Linked DNA regions of Mus musculus: all the other regions are linked to region 5. Evidence: chromatin contacts called from public Hi-C, HiChIP or PLAC-seq and promoter capture Hi-C data. All regions are on one chromosome and are shown on one strand. The core of a region is the stretch at or near the end of the contact, and the rest is flanking DNA. Distances in the headings are between cores, read along the strand shown. Region 1 overlaps Aldh4a1 (aldehyde dehydrogenase 4 family, member A1). Region 2 overlaps Iffo2 (intermediate filament family orphan 2). Region 3 holds the start of Casp9 (caspase 9). Region 4 holds the start of Aldh4a1 (aldehyde dehydrogenase 4 family, member A1). Region 5 holds the start of Rcc2 (regulator of chromosome condensation 2).

What was found. Promoter capture Hi-C pulls out the DNA fragments that hold promoters and counts their contacts. A called contact is a pair of places that touch in the nucleus more often than the background predicts. HiChIP or PLAC-seq counts read pairs in DNA pulled down with a chosen protein or histone mark.
Region 1: an H3K27ac HiChIP or PLAC-seq map of acute myeloid leukemia shows a contact between it and region 5, with 15 times the contacts expected there. The contact joins the enhancer-like site here to the promoter of Rcc2 in region 5. A contact is called at or near these places in 1 of 39 promoter capture datasets (hippocampal neurons), 2 of 484 Hi-C or Micro-C datasets (the G1E-ER4 cell line and cortical neurons) and 8 of 115 datasets of contacts at active chromatin or transcription factors (acute myeloid leukemia, astrocytes, embryonic forebrain and 5 more).
Region 2: a promoter capture Hi-C map of liver shows a contact between it and region 5, with 5 times the contacts expected there. The contact joins the enhancer-like site here to the promoter of Rcc2 in region 5. A contact is called at or near these places in 3 of 39 promoter capture datasets (frontonasal cranial neural crest, hippocampal neurons and liver), 1 of 484 Hi-C or Micro-C datasets (embryonic stem cells), 4 of 115 datasets of contacts at active chromatin or transcription factors (astrocytes, embryonic hindbrain, embryonic stem cells and 1 more) and 1 of 9 other capture datasets (embryonic stem cells).
Region 3: a Hi-C map of CD8 T cells shows a contact between it and region 5, with 5 times the contacts expected there. The contact joins the promoter of Casp9 here to the promoter of Rcc2 in region 5. A contact is called at or near these places in 1 of 39 promoter capture datasets (pre-B cells), 2 of 484 Hi-C or Micro-C datasets (CD4 T cells and CD8 T cells) and 1 of 115 datasets of contacts at active chromatin or transcription factors (pancreatic cancer cells).
Region 4: an H3K27ac HiChIP or PLAC-seq map of acute myeloid leukemia shows a contact between it and region 5, with 10 times the contacts expected there. The contact joins the promoter of Aldh4a1 here to the promoter of Rcc2 in region 5. A contact is called at or near these places in 1 of 39 promoter capture datasets (liver), 1 of 15 datasets of contacts at CTCF or cohesin (large pre-B cells), 1 of 484 Hi-C or Micro-C datasets (B cells) and 11 of 115 datasets of contacts at active chromatin or transcription factors (T-cell acute lymphoblastic leukemia, acute myeloid leukemia, astrocytes and 7 more).

What each region holds. Positions count from the first base shown.
Region 1 is chr4:139,638,397-139,641,565 of GRCm38.p6, reverse strand. Aldh4a1 (aldehyde dehydrogenase 4 family, member A1) reads right to left here. Exons shown (of 15, transcript NM_175438.4): 8 at 3,004-3,169; 9 at 880-953. Among named protein-coding and RNA genes, the nearest start is that of Mir7020, 4.1 kb to the left of the region's middle. Within about 2 kb of position 1,560, at least 44 of the 459 cell types and tissues checked have an H3K27ac peak or open chromatin away from gene starts, as enhancers often do. A contact at or near this core is called in the G1E-ER4 cell line and acute myeloid leukemia, where this site is marked.
Region 2 is chr4:139,597,728-139,600,820 of GRCm38.p6, reverse strand. All of the region lies in intron 1 of Iffo2 (intermediate filament family orphan 2), which reads right to left. Among named protein-coding and RNA genes, the nearest start is that of Aldh4a1, 24 kb to the left of the region's middle. RefSeq lists an enhancer at 1-3,093. Within about 2 kb of position 1,725, at least 322 of the 459 cell types and tissues checked have an H3K27ac peak or open chromatin away from gene starts, as enhancers often do. A contact at or near this core is called in astrocytes, embryonic stem cells, liver and 1 more, where this site is marked.
Region 3 is chr4:141,792,318-141,795,229 of GRCm38.p6, reverse strand. Casp9 (caspase 9) reads right to left here and starts at 1,618. Exons shown (of 9, transcript NM_015733.5): 1 at 1,244-1,618. The coding sequence starts at 1,375.
Region 4 is chr4:139,621,166-139,624,223 of GRCm38.p6, reverse strand. Aldh4a1 (aldehyde dehydrogenase 4 family, member A1) reads right to left here and starts at 1,330. Exons shown (of 15, transcript NM_175438.4): 1 at 1,027-1,330. The coding sequence starts at 1,085.
Region 5 is chr4:140,699,756-140,702,821 of GRCm38.p6, reverse strand. Rcc2 (regulator of chromosome condensation 2) reads right to left here and starts at 1,349. Exons shown (of 13, transcript NM_173867.5): 1 at 1,172-1,349; 2 at 387-675. The coding sequence starts at 665.

The DNA.
Region 1 (3,169 bases), core at 311-2,810, 1.1 Mb after region 5:
GAGAAGCCTTGATGCAGCCACTGGCTCCAGGGTGGGCCATGGCCCACATGAAGGAGAGGTTGCCCCCTCCCCTGCAGAGTTCATAAGTCCATAACTGAGAAGCTCAGTTGCTATGGGCAACCCAGGCACACATCAGAGGCCAGCTAACTCAGGAAGGGCCTCCCATGGGTCCCACCTCACACTAGGGGTTAGAAGGCTGAGCCATCATCAGTCCCGGCTTCTACTGTCAAGTGCACCCCAGGCAGAAGTTCTCTGAGGTCTCAGCAAAGTGTGTTCTACAACTCCTGGCCCCACGGGGACTGTGCAAAATGGGGTTCCGTGGCCCAGGGAGTCCGGGAAACACTGCATAGCCAGTTATACTCTCTGAGGATATAAATGGAGTACTAAAAGCTCTGAGAAACCCTGGAGGAGGAGAGTCCATTGGCTTTGCCTCACAACGTGCATCAAGTGTTTGTGATCAGAGAATGGTTTCTCAGGGAGAGAGTTACCACTGCTGATGAGAGACCACGCTGCTGTCCTCTCAGCTAGCTTCCTCCTTTCCTGTCCCCCCTCCACACCCACAAATGGGCTCCTTCCTCCCCTGCTCAGACCCGTGCTTTCCACACAGCAGCCCTGAGTCATGTGTGCCACCAACACAGGTCCAAAAAGGAACACAGCTTTCAGTCCCCGCCACAGGCATGATTAGGTGTTTCATGCTCACACATAGCTCCGGGGGCGGGGGGGGGGGGGAGGAGTGTCACTGTGCAGGCTGATAGAGAAGTCCCCATTGTTGGCTCAAAGGATCCCAAGAAGATCCAAGTGACCCTTCTCTTTCTCCTGGTTGCTCATAATGGCTCAGGAAGGGGGGGTCCCTGGAAGCGTGTGAGGGGCGGGGCTCACCTCCAGCCAAGCGTGGGAAGGTACGGAACCGGTCCAGGTTCTGGGCCACCTGCCTCCACAGGTGTTTGAAGGTGCTAGAACCAAGAGACACAGTGTCAAGAAGCCACGAGAGGAAGAGGCTAAAAAGACCTGGGGGAAATGCCTAAGGCGGGTGTGCAGGGGTCACGGTAGTACCAGGAGGAACTAAGTGGATACTGGCAGCTGTGATGGGGGTGGGGTGGCACCCAGAAGGCCCAGATGTGAAAACAGATAGTGCTGGTCCCGGGCTCTGACACAGGGCTGTGTGAAGTGTCGCCAAGCCTCCAATTCTGCACCTCACCTGAAGAATGAGCTCGGCCCACAGGCGTTCCAGAATAAGCCCGAACTTAGGCTCACGCTGGGCACACTGCAGTCGCTCAAAAGCAACACACACCTCGGTGGCTATGGGGAGCATCCTGGCCCAGGGCCTGGCCTGACAGACCAAACCAACAGCTCAGGCCACCCGGACCTGCCGCCCCTGAGACACAAGCCTCCTCCCCGGGCTTCACTGTGACCAACCTCAACACCACAAAACAATAAAAATGCTAATCACCCGGCACAGCAGCTAACGGTAATTTATGACTTTGCTACCTTCGGCCTAGCAGCTTGCTAGAGCGTAGCAAACAGGGGGCCAGGCCCTCTCTCTGCCTGCTAACAGGCAGAGACCCGAGCACTGGCAGGACAGGCCTCTGGGGAAAAGGCCCTGTCAGCACTCCTCAAGCTACCAACCACCCACACTGGCGAACCAGGCACGGAGGGTGCAGAGACGCCATTGCAGGTGCCACACAGTAAGGGCTGCAGATGCTAAATGGGACACGGGGCTGTCCCAGTCAGCTCCACCCACTCGACCAGAAAGCTCCTCAGTCAGTGACCTACACATGACTCAACTGCCCCCAAGCCTGTATACCCTGACAGTATCAATCCCTCTTCCTACCGAGGCCAGACTGTCCCGGACTCAGACCCTGGCTGCAGACCCCCACTGGCTCACCACCCTGCTTGGTGTACTATGCCCTAGGCTCTGAGATCTCTACATGATCCATAGCTATTATCCCAATCCCTGAAGCTCCCAACTTCCAGACCTTTTGAAGCCGAATCCTAGGAGAGAGTACAGACAGGAGAGGAGGGCAAACAGTGGGCAGACCTGGGATACACAGACCCAGGTATGGAGAGGGTCTGAGGAAGCTACAAAGTGTTGTCCACCTCTAGCTAATGAGACGTGCAGGCCCAGGGGGACCGGAACATACACCACATAAGGTTTAAAAGATAAAACACTCCCAATTAGACATGTCCGGGCTATGGCTCTTAGGAATCCAAGAAAACAAAGCTAGCCCCTCTTAGATCCAATGGGCAACCCCAGCCTGAAACAGTACAGTGCTTAGACCAATTCCCTAGAACCTTCCGCGTCTCCCACCACCTTCCGCGTGCAGCCCACACACACCTCTGCAGATTCGGAAGACTCCTAGGAGCTGCTGGGCCAAATCTGAAAGATGGGACCCAGGGAGGCGGAGTGGACAGGTGGCGAGCAGGGACCTTGACCTCATAGCTAACTTATCTCCAGCCTTGACACAGAACTCTGTGCTTCGGGGGGGGGGGGGTGGGGGGTGTTGGGGGTTGGGGGTTGGAAGACACTTGCTGAGTCTGCGTGCTGATGCCTGGTCTGCCCCTCTGACTCCACCCTCCAGGCCCAGGGGACACGCCCTGCAAAGTATCACAGGCTTAGCCAGCAGGCCCCCTTAGTATCCTCCTCCTTCCTATAACCCTGTTCCCACCTCCTCACCTCTGCCTAGCCAACCTTCCACGGGGGTGCCTCCTCCACAATGCAGGCCCAGCATCTCCTGTTTCCAGCTCACCCGTTCATGCCCTCTGTGGTGGGAGGCTGTCCTCAGCCACGGGCTGTGTTTCCAGCCCACACAATGGTTCACCTTTTCCATCCTTTCAAAGATTCACCAAGATAGGGACCCCTCCACTCTCATTCGGCACAGTGGCTCGCCCATGCTCACACAGAGGGAGTGGGCAAGGCCAGCGTGTGACCGCTGGGTTCACAGCCGCAAACATCAGCTCATATCCCTACACCCCATGTCCCGTCCCACCCCCTCAGGGACTTACGGGACACTGCCTGTAAAATTGATGCCACAAAGGTGCTCTGAGCTGGTGACTGTGTCCCCGAAGGTTGGCCCGTCGGCTGGCACAAACTGGATTATGTTGGGGGGCAAGCCGGCCTCCCGGAGGATGCGGTAGACGGCGTAGCTAGCCAGCATGGCAGTGTCACTGG
Region 2 (3,093 bases), core at 476-2,975, 1.1 Mb after region 5:
AAAGCTGGAGTAGGTGTGCATCTGGTTCTCTGCCCCACAGGAGACAAAAAAAAAAAAAAAAAACCAGACCCTGAATGTGGGCAGCAGCTGGCTACACAGATTGAGCCCACTGCCCCGAAGAGATGCCCTTCCCAGGGGTGGCAGCAGAAAAATCTGGCACAGCTGGCTGCCACGTTGACAGTGCAGAAATCTCTGCCCTTCAGCCACTGGCTGCCTGGGTTATCAGGGGACAGGCAGGTGGTATATCTTCCCCAGGATCCAGCTTCACCGAAATCCTGAAAGCCTTTGTTCCCAAGACTCCTATCAGGATGTGGCTCTGAGCTAGACCAGGGGGCTGGGGTCACCTTCAAGAGACCACCTGTGAGCAGATGGGTGGTTGGTTCTATTTTGTCCTGACACTCAGTTCGTCTGACTTCTAAGTGTGGTGTGGCAGATGCAAGAACCGGAGAGGAAGGTGTGTTCTTATACTGGGAGCGTTTAATCCCCCAAGGACTGCTCCCATGTTGAAGATGAGGAAGAATGTTAGCCTCCAGGCAAGGGTTAGCCTGCTCCTCTTCCTCCTCCTCCGAGGCTTTTCTCTCTCAGAATGCCGCCACAGATTTAAGGCAGACTGAGGGACCAGGATATATCCTCTCAGATGGCCTGGGCATCAATACCGCTCAGAGCTCTCTTCTAAGAATGAAGCCAGGGATAACGATAGGGCTCTAAGTGAGGCCACCTCCACCCTCTTCACCATGCCAGCATCTGAGGGCAGCCTCACCTTGCTCTGAGCACCCTGGGCCCTGGTTAGATGAAGCAAGGAGGGATTAGAGAAAAGAAGATCTCTGCAAAGGGAGAGCTGAGTCTACAGCTAGAGGCCAGCCTTGCGATCTCTTCTTGGTAGGAGTGTGATAGTCAACGATTGGAACGGGAATCCGTTCTCTCCACCATGTGGGGTATGTGGTGGCAAAACGCCTTTCCCTGCTGAGCCATCTTGCTGACCCTTATTAAATGAAAGGGCATGGGTTAGATGGGTAGACCAGAAGATGAATAGGTAGATGGATAGGTGGGTATGAAGGTGAATGGGGGCAGTGTGTGTGTGTGTGTGTGTGTGTGTGTGTGTGTGTGTGTGTGTGTGTGTGTGTGTGTGTGTGTGTATGAATGGGAGAGGGGATGAATGGGGCTGGGGGCAGGAATGAATGAAATGATCCACACTCAGGCCCCTTCCTTCGGCCTGAGCCCTACCCCAGGGTCTTATCTTTATCTCCCAGGCTGAGGAATCCACAACCAAATTCCCAGCACAACCAGGCTCTCTCTACAGCCACTGGGCTCAGACATCCCTCCTGGGGGAGGGGCAAAATACAGCCAGGACAGGAAGCTTGCAGGAGAAAGAGAAGCCTTCCCCTCCCACGACTTACAACCTTTCAAGGCCTGGAGGGGAGGCAGGGACATTAGACAATCAATGCAGAGAGAGGAAATGACCCCACAAAGGAGCCCCACCACCACCTCGGCGGCGGAAGAGGCACATGTGGGAGCCTGGCAGCTGGAGGGGGAGGTGGCAGCCTCGTCACAGCCAGATGTGGCCTCTCAGCATTCCAGAGGAGCCAGCGCTAGGACCACGTGACAGATGAGAAATCTCGGCTGACCACTGGGGGTGGGGTGGGGGAGGCAGCTTTAAAGCCAGCCTAGTCCGAGCTGCTGGAACCAGGCCAGTAGTTCTGCCTCTTGCATGAGCTCAAAATGACACACAGAAGCAGGAAGAAGCCCACAAAGTCTAGCTACGGAGAAACGGAAACCCAATCTGAAGCCGCTGACAGAGGGGCTGACTCATGGGTCTTTCATATCCTGTGCAGTCAGAGAAAGGCTCAAAGGCCCCAGAAGAAAGTGGGTGCAGCCCCAGCAAATAATTAGAGCATCACAGACAACCCCGGGCCCATGGGGAGTCCATCCCAGAGTCCCCAGACTGTACAGACAGAAGCAGAAATGAAGACATTCAGAAAGGAGACACTTTTATGCCCCCCTTGATTTGACTATCAGACTACGGAAACAATGAACCTCAAGAAATGGAACCCCCCCCCCCCCAAGGAATCTCATAACAGCGCAAGGGAAAAGGCGACAGCCAAAAGGGAACCTGGTCTCCTGGAAAAGGATTCCACACAGTTTTAACCAATGAGGGTGAAGCCAGACGATGATAGGTCAGTGGCGGGGCAGAACCGCACTCTGTCCAAGGCTGGATAGATGCTCAAACCCATGGCTATTTAAACACTTCCCCTCGCTTCGAGCCCCCAAGAGTGACTTGAGGGGGTCATTGTCCCTCTCCCCAGTGTGGCCACACTGAGAACGTCTTCCTCTCTCACACTATTAATCTGGCTGTTTTAATTAGCTGCTCAAGAATGGCTTCTTCGGGTATAGACAGCGACTCCAAGTTTGGTAACATTCCAACGCCTGTTCCCACATCCCCCGGCTGTGATATCCCAGGCGAACTCATCGCCCTTTGTGAGTTGCTTTTCTATATTCCCCATTTCTGAAGATAGTTGTGGGAACCACTCTGCAAGTAGAGGAAGAGGAGGGTGAAGAAGACCCCAGCGCCGAGACAGGGCTGAGCATCGGATCCTGCACTTCAGCTCAGTCTAGCTCCAAGTGCAGGCCAGGCAGGCAAGGGCGCTGGGCGGGAGCCTCAGGGTGGGGTGGGGGTGGGACAACAAGAATGGTCCCGCCTGGCAGCAGGCACGCCCAGGCCGACTCACTCAGGTGATGGGAAACAGGCGCAGGTGAGGCTGGGCTGGAGCCCTCAGTGGAAAACTTCACTCTGGGCCAAGCGTGGGCCGGGGCCTGGCCCTGGCCCTGGGTGGGGGTGGACGGCAGCTTCCTTTCCTGTGGTCTGCCTAAGCCTTCTCTGTTCCAGCCCACTCACCAAGGGGAAGTCATCCCACTACCCTGGGGCAGGACCAGGTATGGGCAGACAAGGGGCTTCCAGCAGAGCAGAGGTTCAGCCAAAGGCCCTTATGTGCTAGACAGGAGCGTCAGCAGAGACCAACCAGGGAGCCTTGGGCCACACAGCCCAGGGCTGGTTCTTCTGGGAGGGCCCAGATCCTCACTGGCTTCTCTGCACCT
Region 3 (2,912 bases), core at 369-2,868, 1.1 Mb before region 5:
CAAGACAGTGGCTGCTGGTGCCACTCTGGGCAGTTCAGCTCCTGATCCCCCTTAATATGCCTTCTGGAAGGCTAGGACTTTCCCTTCAAACCACTTTTCTTGATCAGTATGGGCCCATCCAAATGTGTTCCTGAGCCTACTTTTGTTATTATTTGGCAGCTAACCACATGACTCTACACCACTTTCTTCTATCTCCTTCACTGGACCAAGCCACGTTCCAATACAGATGCTGGAGACAGCCTTGTAGACAGTCCCCCAGGGCCTGGCACTCATATCCTCTCAGAAAGAAATATTCCCTTTTCAGACCTGTGGTGAGGCATCAACTGGAACAAAGATGCTAAAGTGGTTTTTTTTTTCTCTTTTTAGAGTCCTTTAAGAGTTTTTACTCTGTATCTTCCAATAGAAGATGCATTTATGCATACAGCTATCCTGTTTTCTCTGTAATTTTCATACTCATCTTTAGACTTTGAACAAGTTGACCTTTTCCCTTGTGTAATACAGAATTTTATCAAGCTAAAATTGAACTCTAGTACAATGAAAATAATACTGCCACCATTATATTTTGATCCAGAATAATTCCACTCACACAGTAATCCATATAGCGTAGAAATTCAATACACCCCTTTACACAAGCCATCAACATTGTGACTCATGCTCTAGGTTTAAGTGGGCGAAAGTGGATTAAAAAAAATCAAATGTTTGATTTTATTCTTCTGCATTACCTGCATCAAATTCCTTCTTTTCTGAACTCCTTTATAAAACATGCACTTGATAAAAGCCCAGCCAAAAAAGACAGATCCTGATTCTATGTCCTTGTCCTAGGACAGGATGACCACCGTTCCATTTCACAGCCCTAGAAACTGAGATTCAAAAACGGGAAGTGACTGGTACAATGTGCCAGTATAAGGCTAAAGTGGGTGTCTAGGGCCCTTATACTAGAGAAGAGAAAAATCATAAAAGTTCAAACGGTGCAGATTACAGACCGCTTTTAACAAACACTCCACAAAAGAGGAGCATGGGTTCTTCTATTTTATTCTTGTGGCGAACTAAGAGGGCAGTACTGGGGAAGGTTTTAAAAATGGAGTTCCCACACCATGGTTTCCCAGGGCGTGGATTGCACAGGGTGCAAAGCGGAAAAAAAGGGCAGGAGCTCCGTAGTGGCTTCAGAGAACCTCTCAGCGACCTCCCAGTCCCTATCTGCGCCGCGGGAAAAAGAGGGCGGACACAAGGAGGCGGGGCGCACCTGAATATCCTCGATCATGTCGCGCGTGAAGAGCTCTCGACTCAGCAGAGCGTCCCAGAGCTCCGCGACTTGCAGCTCGCTCACTAGGCGCACCCTGCATCGCCGCAGGAGCTGCCGGTCCGCCTCGTCCATGGCGAGCCGATTGCGGGACCCCGGGTTCTGTCCGCTTCCGGCCCTCGGGTTCCGCCCCGGCGCCCACGCCCCGCCCCCACATAGCGCCTCCAGGGATCCCGCTCCGGCCAGCGGTCACCCGGTCCACTGGGCTCCGCTCCGCCCCGCCCCGCCCCGCCCCGCGGCCTGTGACTCGCGCTCACTGGGCTCCACCTCCGCAATCAAAACAGCTCCCACGGCCGCTCACCCCACCACCAGCCCCCAACACCTCCCTCAACGCCGCGCTCTCAGGCCCCGCCCCTTCGCCACGCCCTACGACCGCGCTGCTTCGCCACGCCCACTGGCGCTGCATTCAAGCTCCGCCCCATCACTTCGCCGTACGGACTAAGACCTGCCTCACATGATAACGCTTCTCCCCTAGGACTCGCCCCTCCTCGCCTCGTAGACCAGCAATCCCGCCCTACCGAGTTCCTTCGCCCCGCCCCGAAGCCCTCCTTTGCATCCCAGACTCTCCCCTAGGGTTCCAGGCCTTGTGGTTGCCTTGCTATCTTGCTCCCATTTGCTGGTTCTGCTTAGCGGTAGTTGTAACTTTTCCCCTCGCATGGCGATTGCTCTACCAAAATTCACAATGACCCTACTTCTACAGATACTCAAAGGATCACGAGAGAAAAGGGAAGAAAACCACGCCTAGACATTTGTCCTAGATCTTTCAAGTCCCTTGCTGGCTGTGGCTTTCTAACGCTGCGGCTAGTAAACCTCTTGCTGCCTGCTGTTTCAGGGCTATCGTGCCCTCAATCTAACCAAGCTCATTGGTTAGATCTCGCTCTCTTTCCCTCCTCAGCACCTCCCCCAGAGAAACTGCCAGGAATCTAATCCTATGTTCTCTCAGTTTTGTACCACTTATTTCCACGACTTAAAAAGTAATTGAAATAACTGGAGAGATGGCTCAGCGGTTAAGAACACCAACTGCTATTCTGAAGGTCATGAGTTCAAATCCCAGCAACCACATGGTGGTTCAACAACCATCTGTATTGAGAAATGACACCCTCTTCTGATGTCTGAAGACAGCTACAGTGTACTTACATGTAATAAATAAATAAATCTTTAAAAAAAGTAATTGAACAAGGTCTGAAGAGATGGATGGTTCAGGGTAAAGAGGACCAGCTGTTCTTCCAGAGGTCCTGAGTTCAAATCCCAGCCACCACATAGTGGTTTACAACCATCTGTAATGGGATCTGATTCCCTCTGTGCATGAAGACAGAGTGCTCATATATGCATTAACTAATTAAACACATTTTTAAAAAAGTAATTGGGCATTGTGCTAGCCCCTTACGCTATTCTCTCTGCTAGCCTTATGCCACATTCCTGACAGGGATATAGTTATTCCTTGATGACAGCTGTAGACATGTGTCAGGGATCTCACAGCGTGACCAGAACCAGAATAGACTCATAGCCAAGAATCCACCTTGGAATATGTCAAACGATAATATTACACTTGTTTCCTGATTTGGGCATCAGTCAACATTTCCTTCCATAAAATAGGATGTACACTCGGGAG
Region 4 (3,058 bases), core at 81-2,580, 1.1 Mb after region 5:
GTGTGGGGGTGCTGTGTAAACTGTACAAGGAAGGCAGGCAGAAATGGGGAATAATACCCAAGTTCAAACAGGCCGTGAGCCATACTGGGGCAGGATATTGGAACACATCACTAAGGCAGCCAGGATTCTGGCTGAAAGCAAGCAGCTCTCTGCCCTAGGGCTTACCTGTCTCTTCATTACGTTTGTTTGTTTGTTTGTTTGTTTGTTTGTTTTTGAGACAGGGTTTCTCGTGTATCCCTGACCCTCCTCGAACCTGCTCTTGCAGAACAAGCTGGCCTTGCACTCAGTGACCTGCCTGCCTCTGCCTCCCGGTGATTTATTAAGGAACTTGTCTGAATGGATTTAGGCAAACCTCAAAATGAGCCCCATGCCACGCAGAGCCGCATCACACGTTATAAAAGTCATTATGGCACCCACCGTAAAACAAAAGCCCAATATTGAACAAAAAGGGAGTGGGGTGGAGAGGTCCCTGGGAGTGTCGGAAGGCTCCAGAATGGGAACACAGGGCCGGCCAAGGTCTGGGAGAATCAGCAAATTTGAAATATACAGCGTTAGGAGAAAGAGGGGTGTAGGAAGGGGGCGTGGGCACAAATCCGGACGCCACACCCTCCCTGGGGTTCCTTGGATAGGAAAACTGGCCATCTAGGACATTGGTTTGCAACCTGTAGGTCGCCACCCCGAGCGATCCTTTCACAGGGGTCGCATATCAGCTATTCTGCATATTAGATATTTACATGACGATTTATAACAGTAGCAAAATACGGTTATGAAGTGGCATAATTTTTCGGTTGGGGAGTCACCACACCAAGAGGAAAGGGTCACAGCATTTGTTAAGAACCACTGCTCTAGAGAGACCTGGTAAGGCGCCACAGGTTCTCCATGGGAGAGTGGCTCTGCAGGTCGCGACCCGGCGCGCACTTAGGGGAGCCATAGGGACCCTGGAGATAATGGCTGCAACCTGGAGGACCCACAGAGTGGGATCTGTCCACGGCTCTCAGGACTCAGGCAGCAGAGGGGTTCACTCACCCAGCGCCCCTCCAGGCATGGGACAGCAGGGATCGGCGGAGCGACGGCAGCGGCAGCATCGCGGAGACTCTTAACAGTCTTGCGCAGCTGTGGGAAGCTCAGAGTCAGCCCCACCGGGCTGGACTAGACAAGCCCGGAGCGCACTACCTCTGCGGGAGGCGCAGCATCGCCCGGTCCACCTCCTTCGGGGCCCCTCCTCGGGTACCCTTCCCCCTCTGTCAATAAACATCAGCTGTATTTAACATCAAAATTGCTACTGTGGACTGCGGGTCAAGAGAATGCAGCAGAAAAGCCCTGAAATGATACTCTCTTCTCCTCGTCTCCTCTCCTTATGGTATGACCCAAGGAGAGAGGGCGTGAGCCTCACTGACCAATCAGAGTCTCGCATGAAAGCCTCCAGGCCAATCAGCAGGACAGGCAAGCTGCAGCCTTCTTAGGCAGGGCTGGAGAGTTGCAGGAGCCAATGACAGATCCTGCACAGAGCGCGTGCTCAGTAGTAGAAGTGGCCGGGGGGGGGGGGGGGGGGGGACCCGGTCGACGCGACAGGTGCTACTTGGGTCCCCAACACTTGGTGGCTGGAAGGCTGGACATCTGCAGGCTACAACTCTGCCCGGGCCCGCCGAGCCACACCAAGGCCAGCTCCCTGCCACCTCCCCGGGGGCTGCCACCGTGCATGGAGCCTGATCTGCCCTCCATCTCCCAGCCTGGCTCAGGGCCAAGCCTGGGCTTGCTTCCTTCCAGATTGGAATCAGAATGAGATAAAACCCTAGCGGGCCTGAACTTAACGTTCTTCGTTTTAATTTTCTTTATTTCTTCCTTTTCTTAAAAGCCTCTAGCCACAAAAACCAGTTGTTCCTGCCTCTGTCCCTCTGTCCCTCTGCCCCGTGGTTAAAATTTTCAGTTTTCTTCATGAGACGTTGTTTGATGAATACTCGAACGTATTAAAACAGCTTCCGAAACCTGCTCTTAGAATGATGCCTTAGGGAACCACTGTATTCCTAAGATACTGGTATGGGTTTTCTTACTTTATTCTCTTTGGGTTTTGTTTTTGTTTAATTTTTTTAATTTTTTTTTTTTGGCTTGGTTTTACTTTTTCAGACAGGGTTTCTCTGTGTAGCCTTGGCTATCCTGGAACTGGCTCTATAGACCAGGCCCTGAATTTACAGAGATCCACCCGCAGGTCTGCCTCCAGAGTGCTGGGATTAAAGGCCTGCACCACCACAGTCCTGCTTCAACGTGTTTCTCTGTCTTTGACAATGTAACCAGGGCATTTACTTTGGGGTCCCTCTGGTTCTAATTTGATACCACACTGGGCAGATTCGCCTCAAAACACCATGACCAAAAAGCAAGTGGGGAGTTAAAGGTTTACGTGTGCAAATTTTCAGCTCATCACTGAGGCAGGAACCTGGAGGCAGGAGCTGATGCAGAAGCCGTGGAGGGACGCTGCTTACTGGCTTGCTCAGCCTTACAGGTGGACCGCCAGTCCAGGGGTTGGACTACCTAGAATAGGCTGGGCCCTCCCACATCAATCACAAATTAAGAATTTTTTTTGCCCAAGTAGCTGTGCAGTGGTAGTGCATACCTTTACATCTAGCACTTAGGAGGTAGATGCAGACAGATCTCTGAGTTTGAGGCTAGCCTGGTCTACAGAGTGAGTTCCAGTCTATACAGAGAAACCTTGTCTCAAATAACTAAAATGATAATAATACTAATACTAACAATAATGTAATAATTAATTAACTAATTAATAAAACAGAAAAAGAAAGAAAAGGAAATGCCCTACAGGCTTGCCCACAGGCTGATCTTTTGGAGACATTTTCTTTTTTTTTCCTTTTTCTTTTTTTTAGAAAAGATTTACTTATTTATTATATGTAAGTATAATACTTGTTTCTCTTCAGATACACCAGAAGAGGGCATCAGAAACCATTATAGATGGTTGTGAGCCACCATGTGGTTGCTGAGATTTGAACTCAGGACCTCTGGAAGAGCAGACCGTGCTCTTAACTGCTGAGCCATCTCTCCAGCCTTGGAG
Region 5 (3,066 bases), core at 100-2,599:
CCATGCCCCGCGCGCACCGGCCGGGCCGACCGCGCCGGGCTAACACGGAGCATGCGCGCCGCGCGCCAGGCCCCGCCCCCCCGGGGCGCCCGAGCCGCAGCGGCGGGAACCTCAAAGCCCCGGCGCGAGCCGGCTGCTCCCCGCGGACTGCCCTCCCCCCTCGGGGGGAGGAAGAGACGCGGGGGTGGGGGGGAGGAGGGGGGTGGACGCACGGGGGGGAAGGAGGGACTGACAGCCCCCGCGTGGCCGCGCACACCCGGTCCCCCCCCTCCCCCGGCCCGGGACTGGCTCCCCGGAGTTCCCCCGCGCGGCGTGGGGGAGGGGCGGGGCGTGACCCCACGGCGCCCCTCCCCCCCAAAACCGCCAACCGCCCCCGCCCCACTCACGACGCGCTCCTTCGTGTGCTCGGGCTCCGTGATGATCGCGGCCGCGCCGGCCGCCTTGCCCGCCGTCGCCGGCCTGGCTGTGCGCTTGCCGCCGCCGGGGGCCCCGTCCAGCTCCGGGCCGTCCTCGTCGCCGCTGCTGCCGCCGCCGCTGCTGCTGCTGCAGCGCTCGGGCCGCTCGCGCTTCCTGCCCGCGGGGCCGCCGCGTCGCCGGGGCCCCGCGCGCGCCGTGCCGTTGCCCGAACTCGGCTCCTCCCAGGCCGCCCCCTTCTTCCTGGGCATGGTCGCCGGGCTGCGGGAGACACACGGGGCGCACAATGCACACGGGGCGGGCTGCGGGGCGGGGGAGGGGACGCGCGGCGCGGCGTGGGCCGCCCCACCTGCTGCTCCCTCGCCCCTCCCCACGCCGCGCGCCACGCGGGGACCCCCCCCTGTACCCCGGCCGGGCCCCAAGCACCTGCGAGCACGCGCGAAAAGAGGAACTTTCGTGGGGCCCCAGCCCGGCCCCCGCGGCCCGGCGCTCGCCCCGTCTGCTTTTTTTTTTTTTTTTTTTTTTTATTGATTTTGAACAATGGGATCTCTGTCTGTCTCCGATTAAACCACGTGGATCCGCCTTCCTTCCCCTTCTTATTCATTCCGTCCCCCAACCCCCCCTTCCCCAGCGTCTTTTTTTTTTTTTTTAACCTTTCTCGGGGGGGAAGGGGGAGGGAGAGGAGAAAAAAAAAGAGGAAAAAAAAAAAACTTTCCCAGACCCTGCAAACTGGTCCCAGACGGTTTCCAGCCCCTACCTGGTTGGAGTGATGAGAAACGAGGAGGGAAGCGACTGAAAGACGGGGTCGAAGGCTTCTTCTCTCCCCGGCCGGGACGAGGGCTCCAGCCCACTCACCAGATACACTTAAAATGTAAATACGAGCTTCCAGAACAAATGCTACAACACAAAACAGAAACACATGTGCGGCCGGGCGGCAAGCGAGCGCGCGCGCGGCGGGCGGCGAGGGGCCCCGGGTGCGCGCGCCCCCTACCGGCCGGAGGACCCCACCGCCCAGCCGGGCCGCCCACCCGAGCCTGCGTCCCGGACGCCCGGCGCCACGCCGCAGGCCCCGCTGGGCCCCGCCGCTTGCGCGCTCCGCACGCCCTTGCACGCAGCGCGGCCTGCGCGTCACAAGGCGTCTTCGGGGCTCGGGAGAGTGTCAGATTCTCTTGTTTTTTCCCCCTGAGCGTCTAGACAGGTCACCTGAGGACACTCGCTGGAAAATAGTTGCTTTGCTCACGCAGCAGCCAGCGAGGGACGTGCCCTAATTGAGTGATGGGAATGAAAAATGAACACAATTTGAGTAACTTTCTCCTGTGCAGACTCAGGGTAGATTTGATACGTCGTGGATGCGTCCAGAGTGTGCAGCCGGGTGCTGTTAGAATGATCAAGTTACATAAAGGTTTGGTGTAGTATGAAATTAGTAATTAGCTGGGGGACGTACTATGAAATTAGTAATTAGCATAGGTGGACTTGAAAGTACTTGTGATGGGAATTTTCTTCATTTTAAAAACGTATTTACCGCGCCTCAGTACAAGCAAGACTAGATGCAAAGGTGCTAGAAGCTTAGAATACAGACCTGGAGAACAAGATCTCTGCCCAGTTGGAAGGCGAAGTAAGAGGAAAGATTAAGAAATTACTGAAAGCATGGTACTTACCGGGTTCCAGGATCAAGGAAGGCGTTCCCTGGGAGAGCTGAGTTTTAAAATTGTAAAGAATCTGACCTGGCAGAAGTGGGAGAGGAAACCTTTCCCCTACCCCGTGGGACAGTGCAGGGTCTAGGAATCCGGGAAGAGAAGTGGCCAGAGGTGCTGGGGTCAAGGCTGAGGAGTCGACAGGGCCCCCCTCACAGGACCCGACAAGCCACGTGCACGATCGGCTTGGTTGGAACTAGGGGAAGGTTTGCATCTCAGTGTCACTTTCTCTTCTGACAAATGTTTTTCTTTGGGGTTTTGTTTCCGTCTCATGTAGCCCAGGCTGGCCTGAAACTGACCGTGTAGCCCAGGCTGACATTGAACCTGATCCTCCTACTTCTCTCTCTCTCTCTCGAGCGCCCGAGTTAACACTGAAAGTTTCTTTTTTGGCAACTTCCTTGGTTGACTAGAGAGAGTTTCTAGGGTCTTTGCAGTTCGTTCTTAATTACATCAAGAAGCGGGATGGGGGCGGGGGGAGGGTGCACAGGACCAAACGTTTGAAGGCAGGCGGAGAATCCTGGAGAACCAAATCTAAGTTATTTGATCAAAGTCACCAGCCTGGGTGGAAGCACTTATGTAAAACAACTCAGAAAATGAGCACCAACTGGTGCGTTTCAGGGATATTAGAAGCACCGTCTGAAAGCCTCTTAATAGACCTGGCATTCGAAAAGATTGAAGAGATTAAGCCGTGATGCTTTGATATAAAACATTAGAACCAACTAGAAAAGAATTCTGCCTAAGTGTGCCGTCAGGTCCGGGTTTCAGGAAATGGCACGCCGGAGCTTGTCCGGGGGTGGTGGCTGGTTGGGCGGTTATCCTCCCGACAACACCCTGTGTGGCCAATTAGAAACGCTGAGGGTGCCTTTAAAAGGTTTTTAGGCAGCGAGTCTCTCTCTCTTTCTCCTGCCCCATTATACGGCTTTCTGCCGGCGTAAAAGGCACATGCGTCAGAACCGCT